Regions from separate parts of the Mus musculus genome. Here regions 2 and 3 are each linked to region 1. The links are chromatin contacts, called in public HiChIP or PLAC-seq maps. All regions are on one chromosome and are shown on one strand. The core of a region is the stretch at or near the end of the contact, and the rest is flanking DNA. Distances in the headings are between cores, read along the strand shown. Region 1 holds the start of Mboat7 (membrane bound O-acyltransferase domain containing 7). Region 2 holds the start of Tmem150b (transmembrane protein 150B). Region 3 holds the start of Isoc2a (isochorismatase domain containing 2a).

Region 1 (3,484 bases), core at 105-2,604:
GTCAGTCTGCCACATGGATACTGAGGACTGGGGCAAAGACACAAGGTGGGAAGAAAGATGGCCAAGGCATAGCGACACACAGTAAGATTAAAGGAGAAGAAATAGAAGACTCGAAGAGGAAACAGACTGCTGCTTCTCTGCATCCTTCTTCCTTTCTCACCACCTAGTTCTCACCAGGGCTGGGCCTGAATGAGGGCCCAGGTTCCCAAGATGGTGATCAGAGAATGCAAACTGTGGGGGCCACAGGTGAATAAGGTGAGCCCCAGGCCCACAGCTGCTGCCCCCCATCTCTTCAGCCCAGGTCCTGAAAGGAAAAGGTAAAGTATAAGCCTAGAACCTTCGGGAGGGGTGATTCCCCACCCCAGCTCCCTCACCCTAATTTTCCACTAGACAAGGAACCTGACTCACCAGCTTTCTTAAAGAGGAAGCCAACAGGGATGGAGATAAGAAGGACCATTAGATATGTCCATTCTTCGGGTGTCATGGTCTGGGGGAGGAAGGACTCACAGTGAGAACCAGTATTCCAGTCCCTTCCTCTTTTGAAGACAGTAGAATCCCCTTTGAGAACCCAGGCCTCCAGCTCACTCCTCCTTCCAGGACCCAAGAATTAAGCCCCCACCCCACCCCTTTGCCAATGTTGAAATCAAAAGTACTTCTACTTCCATTTATGACCCACACCTTCCGGCCAGAAAAACAATCCTTCACAACACCCCTCTTCTCTGAGAGCCCAGGAATCTGTATCATCCTCACCCTCCTGAGTACATTGGAGCCCTTCTGGGTCCCCAATTTCCTCTGCGTCTTACAGGACCCAGTACTCCCACTCCCGCCCAGCTCGGAGAAGCCCAGCATTTAGCATCCTGTTTTCTAAGCTCTGAGCTCTGGGCTCCTCTTTAACCCGTACCTCGGAGAGAAGGCAATGACCCTGTACGATCTGCAAGCACCTTTCGTAGCCCAGCCCCGCGCAGCGAAGGCCAGCGTGTATCCGATTCTGCCTCGGCAGATCCACAGGCGGTTACGCCACCCAGCCCGGCCACGCTCTGGGCGCTGTCCCCGCACCCCGCCACCCTACGATCTTCGTGACGCCGCCATGCAACCCAACCTGGGCCCACCTGAACCGTCCGTGGGCCAGAAGACTGCGGAGCTCCTTTTCGAGGCCGCCTCGGCTCGCGCCACGCCTCCCCAGCTCAGCACGCCCCCGCACTGCCCGTTCTGGAGGGCGCCGGCAGGGCTGCGCGGTCCAGGCCCCGAGAGCCGCGGCTGTACGAGTTACAGCACCGCAAGAAAGGTACCCAGAACACCAGTCTGCCGCAAGATGCCTGTCGCGATCTTTCTAGGAGGTCCCCGGGCAAAGAGCTGCCAGTACGTGAAGGGGCGGGGTTTCGGGTCAGAGAGGCGGGGCCAAGATCTTCGAGTCCCGTTGAGACTTGAGGAGGAGGGACCTGGAGCTCAGAGACAGACTTTCAGCTTCGGATTCCTTCGGGCACACTCGGTCATTCAAGCCCTCGGCATGGAGTGCCACAGCTTCGGCTTACTTCGGGGATAGCCGAATTCCAAAGTCACGGCTCGGAATTAGATGCGTTTACAAACTCGGCCGGATGTAGGCGGGACCACACACTTCGGCTTGATTCGGAAATAATCGGGTCCAAAAGTCGTTGTGTAGTGTTAGGCGGGCTCAAGAACGCAGAACGAAGTAGGCGGGACCGCATGCTTCGGCTTACTTCGGAGATAGTCGGAATCAGCCGGGGTCCGAGAGTCAAAGAACCACGGGGTGTGGGCGGGATCGCATATTTGGACTTACTTCAGATAGCTGAATGCTTTTTCAGGTCACGGTCAAATGATATTGAGGGCAGCCGTTTTGGCCTAACTTTGGAAATAATCAGTAGACTTAACAGGCTGAGCTAATAGTCTTGAGGGAGGAAGGCGGAGCCACAGAAGACCGGAAAACGGCGAAGGGGCGGGGCCGACATGACTGGTGGATTTGGGGGCGAGGCCAGAGCAATGACCCTCAAGGTCCCATTTGTGCAGACCGGAGTGGCAGTGAGGGCTTTCTTGGCTTTTCCGCTTTGCTGACCTGACGGGATGACGGAGGACGCGCTACGTAGGGCCAGCTCCGCCTTAGCCGAGAGTTGGTGTTGGCTAGGGGTTGACTTATTGCCTCTGCCTGAGGACAGTACGACAGATTGAAAGGGAGCCACGACGCACACTGCACCTCGAGTGCGACTGTGGATTCAATCGTAATTGTGAACTCCTTAAATTGGGTAGGAAGTGGGCGGGGCCACAGCTGGAAGAACGATGGGATCTGGCTAGGGTCGAATGCTGAACCTTTTGCAACTTAGAGGGGGTGGCTGATTCTACTGAGCCGAGATCTCCCGCATGCGTTCGGGAATAGAGTCGAGATCTTCCGAAGGCTGAAACGCTTGCGTTCGGGTAGGCAGGACTCCCGATTGAGCCGAATTTAGGATGCTGGAACATCGAACAGCTGGCGCAAGACAGGACTGGGTTTCTTTTAAAGTCCGACTCAGAATAGGCGGGAAAGGCGAATCTGGGCACTTCGAAAGGGGAGGGGCTGGGCTCCAAGTATTTAGAAGAGGGTGTGGCTTGAGCAAACCACCCTACATTGAGGTTCTGAGATTTGACGGACGCATAAGAAGACACCCACTTTGCAAAAAGGGCGGTGCACCACTATGGCGGGAGGTCTCTCTGAGGGGACGAGAGATGGTGGTACGCTTTGGCAGAGAAGATGGTCACCTGGAGCTGAGGGGGAGCGGAACGGTGGGACCTGGGTGAGGGGCGTGGTCTTAACTGGTCCCTGGGTAGATCTTGGCTGGGGGGCGGGGGGGGGCAGGTGGCAACCCCAGCCCCGCCCCTTGGGGGGTGAGGGGCGGGGTCTTGCGCTGAGGGCGTGGAAGACTTCAGTCGGGTCGGTGGGGCTGTTTGGGTGACCGCGACGCACCCCCACTCCGCAGGAAGATGCTGGTGGTGGAGGTCGCAAATGGCCGCTCGCTGGTGTGGGGAGCCGAGGCCGTGCAGGCGCTGCGGGAGCGTCTGGGAGTCGGGGGACGCACGGTGGGCGCCCTGCCCCGCGGGCCCCGCCAGAACTCGCGCCTGGGCCTTCCGCTTCTGCTGCTGCCTGAAGAAGCCCGGCTCCTGGCCGAGATAGGCGCGGTGACCCTAGTCAGCGCCCCGCGCCCGGACCCCCGCAACCATGGCTTGGTAAGAAACGAAAGGCCCTGATAGTGGGAAGGCCTGGGAGGGCCTGTTGGAAGGTTGTAAACTGGTCAGAATTCCTGTCTTCCTAAGGGACTGCAGGATGTGTCTTGGGGTTCCAGTTAAGTTTACTTCTCAGGCCCTAGCATCGTTCAAACGCCAGCAAGAGCAGAGTTTCCAGGATCAGAACACTTTGGCAGCCGAGGCCCGGGAGACCCGGCGTCAGGAGCTTCTAGAGAAGATCGTAGAGGGCCAGGCTGCCAAGAAGCAGAAGCTG
Region 2 (3,837 bases), core at 530-3,029, 1.0 Mb after region 1:
ACAGTAACAAAATAGACCAGTGAGATTTTTCCTGTCCTTTGTCCATTCATTCATTCTAAAGTTAATCTGCAGATCTTCATGAATGCCAGAACTAGAATCTGTGAGTCTCTGTTCATTTCTGACCACCCACAGATAAACTAGATTGCTCTAGGGTACAGCCAACAGCAACTGAACAGAATTCGGTGGAGATTCTGGTAAGACTCGATCATTGTACCGCACTGCAACAATTTCATGAGGAAGTGAGGCAGATAATGGTGGCTGCAATAAAATTCTCCCAACCTCCGAGGGTTCCACAAGGTTCTGAACACACACCCTAATACATACAGGACACCCCATAAAGCCCTCTATAGTGCAAGAGTCGTGAGAACTACAAACCCCAGAAAGCTTTGCGAGCCGAGTACACAGAAAGAGCCACCAGAAGCCGTAGGGAAATGTAGTCCAGTTCCCCCCGCCCCCCAGGTTGCTTTCCAGCGCATCTCACCTGGAAGTTGCCTACTATGGAGGTACCCAGGGCACAAAGGATCCCCGACCACAGAATTAGCTGGTTTTGCCAGGTTTTGACGCCCCAGTCCCGGAGTTGGTGATGACGCACAATGCAGATCCAAACAGCTAGGAAAGAGAAGTGAGAGGCAAACTCATCACAGGATTCGCAGCTGGAGGGGAAGATTTGAAACAGGAAAATGCTGGTGTCCCAGTTAAACATAGGATGAGGGAAGAAGGGATTTGGAGGTACGGGCTTGGAGGTTTGAGGGAGACGGACTGGGATCTGGATTCCTGGATCTGAGGGGGAAAGACTGGGGTATGGACTCTGGGTCTGAGAGAAGAGAATTGGGGTCTAGACTCCTGGGTGTGAGGAAGGAGGTCTGGGGCATGAACCTTGGGGTCTGAGGGAAGAAGGCTCCTGGCTTTCAGGGAAACCAGTTGCTCTGGTCTGAGGAAGGAGGAGATGGGGACCCTTTAGGCACCTTTGGGCTGGCAGTGAAAGGAAAGGTATAGAAATACTTACTTAGAGCAGCTCCTATATTGAGGACTTGGCCGAAAATGCAGCTCTGAGGAGCATAAGAGCCACAGATACTGCAAAAGAAGAACAGGGTCATCTTTTGGCTCCTCCCAGACAAGACCCTCTATTTGCCTCCCCCATCACCACCTCAGCCATAACAACCTGATAAAAGGGAAGCCTTCGTTGAGGTCCACAGAACCATTAACCACAGCGATTGCAAAACTGAGACGAGAGGAATACAGGAAGTTAGTAAGTGGATCTTGTAGAGAGCTTTCCTTTCTGTTCCCTAAACCAAACACTTCCCTGTGTTAATGGACTTCTGGCCTCTATCCTGTGTCACAAGAAGCCATCCAAAAACCAGCTGTCTTCCCTCAGACCCAAAAATCCAAACATTAGCTCTCCTCCCTCAGACCTGGAGTCCAGTCCCCAGCCCTCCTCCCTCAGACCTGGAGTCCAGTCCCCAGCCCTCCTCCCTCAGACCTGGAGTCCTGTCCCCAGCCCTCCTCCCTCAGACCCAGGAATCTAGCCCTCCTTCAGACCCAAAAGTCCAGACCCCAATCTTCCTCCCTCAGACCCAAGCATCCTTTAGGGCCTCTGCTACTTACACAATCCAGATGCCAGCTATAGCCCACAGAAATAAGATGACAGGCAGCAAGGACAGGTAATTCCACATTGCTGCGCTCTGCAGTGGAAGTGAAGAAGCTGGATCTCCAAGCAGTCTTTAGGTGTGTGGTGCTGAAGACGGCCCACCTGCTTTTGTGGTCCCACTGGCTGGAAGCCTGGCCTTGCTCGGGGCTCTTTTCCCTATCTTCTTCAGACCCAATCAACTGTTGTTGGTCTGTTTTCCTGGCTCTTCACTGCCAGCTCCCAGGCTCCGGGTTCCCTTAGGGCCCTCACCTTTCCAAGTTCCCTCAAATTCTCTCCATTTCCTTAATACATTTAGATCTGAGTGGCAGTACCAGGTGATTCCAGGTGTGGCAAAAGAAGGCAGGCCTCCGAATTCCGGAAGAGGCAAAGTCCAGGCTGAGTGTGTATGAGATATTCAGCTTTGGGTCTAATCAGTAGTCATCGTCTGTAATCTACCCAAACAACTACTTCCTGTCTCAGATTCGTAAAAGGGACACTCTTGCTTCAGGGAGCCCCTAACTTCCTTCCTACAGTTTTGTGGGTTCAACGTCCAAATCCCCCGGTACTTTATCCTCCCCACAAACTACATACAGCTCCCTGAATGCATACATACATGTCACTTCTGGAGTCCAGCCACCATTACCTACCTGCAAATGCAGGTCTCTTTTCTGGAGTCTTCTATAGCCCCTGCTGACCTGGAGTTGGTGATGTTCCCGTCCTGTCTCCTGAAGAGCTGTAGGCTGCTTGTCCATTCTGGGATTGTGCCTTCTGGGTTCAGTCTTTTGGGTTGCTTGATGTGGGATCTTGATGATCCCACCCCACACGCTCCTCTTCTCTTCCCTTCCCCTCACCCTTTCTTTTTCTGTTCTAACAAGAGTTCCCCAGGCTGGTGAGATGGCTCAGCGGTTAAGAGCACTGACTGTTCTTCCAGAGGTCCTGAGTTCAAATCCTAGCAACCACATGGTGGCTCACAACCACCTGTAATGATATCTGACACCCTCTTCTGGGGTGTCTGAAGACAGCTAGAGTGTACTTATGTATAATAATTGGCCCTGAGCGAGCAGGATTGACCAGAGCGAGCAGAGGTCCTAAAAAAATTCAATTCTGAACAACCACATGAAGGCTTACAACCATCTGTATAGCTACAGTGTACTCATATACATAAAATAAATAAATAAATCTTTTTTAAAAATTCCCACAATGGGCAGGGTGTGAGTGGGGAAGGTGATAGTGGTTATAAGATCCCCATCTGCAATCTCTACCCCCACAAGCAGCTTCTTAGACTTTCTATCTTTGTTTTCTGAGACAGGATGGATCTTAGTACATAGCCTAGATTGACCTCGGATGCAAGATTCTCCTACCCCGGCCTTCCTAGTGCTGGGATTAGGGCCTAGAGAGACAGCTCAGTGGATAACAGCACTTGTTCTGGAAACCTGAACATCTGGATTTGAATACCCAGTACCCACCACACAAGCAGGCCTGTTTGTGCACACCACTGTTGCAGCAACAAAGTCAAAGACAGATTCCCAAGAGCCAGCCTAGCCTAAAAGACAACAAGCATCCCTTCGGATGAGGAGACCTGAGGGAACAGGGAGAAGGTAAAGAAACCATCTGACATCTCCTCTAGCCCTAACTTGTATGCGTGCACTCACATGGTGCTACATGCCCTCCCCCAATGAAATAATAATGGTAATGATAAAAATAATTAATGGCTGGTGAGATGGCTCAGTGGGTAAGAGCACCCGACTGCTCTTCCGAAGGTCGGAAGTTCAAATCCCAGCAACCACATGGTGGCTCACAACCACCCGTAATGAGATCCGATGCCCTCTTCTGGTGCGTCTGAAGACAGCTACAGTGTACTTTACATATAATAAATAAATAAATAAATAAATAAATCTTTAAAAAATAATAATAATTAGTGTCAAGCCGGCCACTGGTGGCACACTCCTTTAATCCCAGCACTCAGGAGGCAGAGACAGGCAGAACTCTTAAGTTTGAGGCAGCCAGCCTTGTCTACATGGCAAGGACAGCCAGGGCTACATTGTAACAGCCAGGGCTAAACCTAGAAACCCTGTCTCAAAAACCAAATTATAAAGAATGGCCAGTAAGACAGCAATAGACAGGATACCTGCTGCGAGGCGGGAGGGCGGACTTGAGTCCCGATTTTCATCTCTGGGACACGCACGATAGAGAGAGCTGGTGAACTGAGC
Region 3 (3,724 bases), core at 592-3,091, 1.2 Mb after region 1:
CCAGCCTGGTTTACAGAGTTGAGTTCCAGGACAGCCAGGGCTACACAGAGAAACCCTGTCTCGAAACTCCCCCCCCCAAAAAAAATCTTAAAAGAGTTAATTGGGCCACTTTTTACCTCCTGCTAGCCCATACATAGAGCAGTGGTCCTCAGCCTTCTTAATGCTACAACCATTTAATATAGTTCATCATGTTGTGGTGATCCCCAACCATAAAATTATTTTCATTGCTACTTCATAAATGTACTTCTCTCCTGTTATGATTTGTAATGTAAATATCTGGTTTGCAGAATATCTGACATGTAACCCCAGTGGAAAGGTCACTGACTCCTCCCCAAAGGGGTTTCGACCCACGGGTTGAGAATCACTGCCCTAGAGACAGCCTCTGGAACTTTCATTGACTTTGCTCAGTGTTGAGTTCTGGGGCCTAGTATACAGTAGTTATACAATAAATGCATGCCAGTAGTGCTGGAACCTAGCCTTGGGGCCTCCTGCCATCTACTCTGAAAATCTGGCTATATAGGAACCTCCAGCAGTAGGGCCTCCAGTTGTGGGGACCAGGTGTCCCTGGGCTGCAGCCCCAGGGAATGTATAAACAGAAGTCTCACTGCGTACAGATCTCAGGGCCCAGTTGAGAGACCCCGAGGGACTGCACGGGCTCTAGGATGCACGGCTGAATGTTCTGAAGTAGAAATACAGATCAGAGCACACTCCTCAAGTGTGCAAAGGACTGGATGGCTGACGGTTCCAGAATGAGAGGTCACCCTGGGAGTGCGGGTGAGCCCTAACACCGTGCTTGTCTTATGGGGTAGATGGGTAGACTCCGGAGCCTGTAGCTTGCTGGTTAAGAACTGATACAGAAAGACAAAGTGCAGACAAGAGGGGAGGGTGCTCGTTGGGCGTCTCCTACATGACCAATTAAAACATAACTGGGCCTGAATATAAAACAGACAGTGTATGGGTGCAGAGGCAGAGGAAAGTGCCTGGAGATAGATAGCCAATTAGGGGAACAAAAGCCTCTTTAGCAAGGCGAGACTAGGCAGAGTCAACCTCAGCGATGAATGTTGAGGGCTTTTAAATGGAGACTTGGGAGGGGGTTGCATTGGCTGGAAAGAGAGGGATCCTGTCTCTGAGAGGGGTGCCAGTACCTCCAGGCCACAGGTCAATCACTTCACCTCCAGGCTCACACCCTACTCCAGAGCTCCCTCCAGAGGGGTGAAATTGAGGCCCAAATGACTCCTGGGAACAGGAAGCCTGGCCTCTGTAGAATCCATGGAATCCTGAGATTCATCAATGGCATGCCTGCTTGTATCTACTTAATTTTTCCCATCTATTTATTCTGTGGTGTGTGTGTTTCTGTCTTTGCATACGTGCCTGCGCCACATCAGGTCTGCAGAGGTCAGAAGACAAGTTGCAGGACTCAGTTCTCTTCTTCCAAAATAAGGGTTCTAGAGATTTCTACAGAAATCAGGTCCAGACCTTGCTGAACCCTGCAAGCCAGTCTTTTAGTGGGGTTCAGGGAGCAGGCTTTCAGTGTGTAGCCCACGATGGTGCAGGTACCTTTAGCTCAGATAAGAAAGGCAGGTTGTAACTGTGAGGCGCAGCAATAATACAAGGTGCAACCTGATAACCTCTACCTTCATTCCCAGTTAGAATCTGAGCTCTCAGCAGAGGCCGCCTCTCAAGCCCTCATCGGCTCTTCATTGGTTCTGTGCGCTATCTCTCCACCCCTTAGGCTTCTGCGGACCAATCAGATTCTCATGACTGACCCGCCTTAGCCGCCCCTCCCCCTTACAGGGCGCAGCCGAGGCGCGAGCTGATTGGCCTGCTCGGGAGGGAGGGGTAGACACGTAAGGGGAGCAGACCTCGTGTCCAAAGTGGGCAAAACGGTGACCCAGCCCGGAACTAGTGACAGTCCAGTGGGGGAGAGTGCGCTGAAGGGACCTAGTGGAGGGACTTGCTGCACTCGAACCTGGTACCGCCGGGTAAGTCCAACTGCCCGTCCTTACAGACGGAGGAAACGGAAGGTTTGCGGGGTGTCCAGCTGAGGAGGGGCTCCAGTTGGTCTCAGGATGGATCATCAGGGAGGAACTTCAAGCTTCTCCAGAGCTAAGTTTTGTATCAGCCCCAGGAGTGGGCGATTCTCACGCCCATTTCTTCCAAGAAGAAAAGCGTCCCAGAGACACAGAGCTTAGAAATCTGGGTTCCTGTAGTGGTGTGCAGTAACCACTTGCCCAATTAAGCAACCTCATCCCCAGTCTGTCCGCAGGAGGTCACTTACCCCAGCCTAAGACAGGTTTCCTTTACTGAGCTGAGGCCTCCTTCCAGGACCCCCACGATGTCCCGAAATCTCTCTGCAGTCTAGACACCCTCTTCACTTTTCACACGCGCGTCCCACCTCCACTCTTTCATTGTCTCCCTTAGATTGGTTATTTTCTGTCCCAGCTCTCACCCAGGTTCCGTTTCGTCTGCAGATCATACCTAGCTGGCCTGAACTTTTTCTTTCTTTTTTATTCTCTCAGATACTACATCTCGACTGCAGTTTCCCCTCCTCCCTCCCTCCCCAACAGCCCTCCTTCCCTCCACTGCTCTTTCTTTTCCGAAAAGGGCATGCCTGCCCTCAGACGCCAACCAAACATAGCACATCAAATTGCAGTAAGACTGTGCACCTCCCCTAGTATTAAGTCTGGAGAAGGCCGCTCAGGATGAGGAAAGGGTCCCAAAAGCAGGAAAGAGTCAGAGACAGCCCCTCTCCCACTGTTAGGAGTTCCACTAGAAGACCAAGCTGCACAACCCAAACACATATGTAGAGGGCCTATATCAATCCCGTGCAGGCTCCCTGGTTGCTGGTTCAGTCCCTGTGAGCCCCTATGAGCCCAGGTTAGTTGATTCTGTGGGTTGTCTTGTTGTCTTTGACCTCTCTGACTCCTGCAATCTCCCCCTCTTTTCTGCAGGACTCCCCAAGTTCTTCCTAATGTTTTGATTGTGGTTCTCTTCATCTCTTTCCATAAGTTGCTGGATAAAGTGTCTCTGATGACAGTTGGGCCAAGCACCAATCTATACCATTAGGCATCTCAATTTTAAAAAAAATATTTATTGCTGCCAGGAGTGTTTGGTTCTATCCTAGGTCTCTGGGCTATCTAGCCTCCCAGGTAGTGGGTTGGGCTCCCTCTGGTGGCTTGGGTCTCCAGCTGGGCCAGTCATTGGCTGGCTACTCCCACCATTTCTGGGCCACCTTTACCCCAACACATCTTGTGAGCAGGACAAGTTGTAGGTCAGAGGTTTTGTGGCTGGGTTGGTATCCTAATCCCTCCACTGGAAGTCTTGCCTGATTACAGGAGATGGCTGGTTCAGGCTCCATATCCCCCCTGTCTTAGTTAGGGTTTTACTGCTGTGAACAGACACCATGACCAAGGCAAATCTTTTTTTTTTCCCCATTTTTATTAGGTATTTAGCTCATTTACACTTCCAATGCTATACCAAAAGTCCCCCATACCCACCCACCCCCGACCAAGGCAAATCTTATAAAAAACCAACATTTAATTGGGGCTGGCTTACAGGTTCATAGGTTAAGTCCATTACCTTCAAGGTGGGAGAATGGCAGTATCCAGGCAGGCATGGTGCAGGCAGAACTGAGAGTTCTACATCTTCATTCAAAGGCTGCTAGTGGAAGACTGACTTCCAGGCAACTAGGGTGAGGATCTTATACCCACACCCACAGTGACAC

Evidence for each region. HiChIP or PLAC-seq counts read pairs in DNA pulled down with a chosen protein or histone mark.
Region 2: a contact with region 1 is called in an H3K27ac HiChIP or PLAC-seq map of embryonic stem cells, with 4 times the contacts expected there. The contact joins the promoter of Tmem150b here to the promoter of Mboat7 in region 1. A contact is called at or near these places in 7 of 39 promoter capture datasets (the C10 cell line, cranial neural crest, embryonic stem cells and 3 more) and 4 of 115 datasets of contacts at active chromatin or transcription factors (embryonic stem cells, extraembryonic endoderm stem cells, large pre-B cells and 1 more).
Region 3: a contact with region 1 is called in an H3K27ac HiChIP or PLAC-seq map of cardiomyocytes, with 4 times the contacts expected there. The contact joins the promoter of Isoc2a here to the promoter of Mboat7 in region 1. A contact is called at or near these places in 4 of 39 promoter capture datasets (cranial neural crest, liver and pre-B cells), 3 of 115 datasets of contacts at active chromatin or transcription factors (cardiomyocytes, large pre-B cells and pancreatic cancer cells) and 2 of 9 other capture datasets (embryonic stem cells and liver).

Annotation. Positions count from the first base shown.
Region 1 is chr7:3,691,632-3,695,115 of GRCm38.p6, forward strand. It overlaps Mboat7 (membrane bound O-acyltransferase domain containing 7), which reads right to left and starts at 1,355. Exons shown (of 8, transcript NM_029934.4): 1 at 1,110-1,355; 2 at 409-487; 3 at 175-304. The coding sequence starts at 484. It overlaps Tsen34 (tRNA splicing endonuclease subunit 34), which reads left to right and starts at 1,979. Exons shown (of 5, transcript NM_001164204.1): 1 at 1,979-2,258; 2 at 2,967-3,213; 3 at 3,347-3,484. The coding sequence starts at 2,971.
Region 2 is chr7:4,723,303-4,727,139 of GRCm38.p6, forward strand. It overlaps Tmem150b (transmembrane protein 150B), which reads right to left and starts at 1,780. Exons shown (of 6, transcript NM_001142792.1): 1 at 1,606-1,780; 2 at 1,163-1,222; 3 at 1,007-1,074; 4 at 482-609. The coding sequence starts at 1,673.
Region 3 is chr7:4,875,212-4,878,935 of GRCm38.p6, forward strand. Isoc2a (isochorismatase domain containing 2a) reads left to right here and starts at 1,842. Exons shown (of 6, transcript NM_001101598.1): 1 at 1,842-1,982.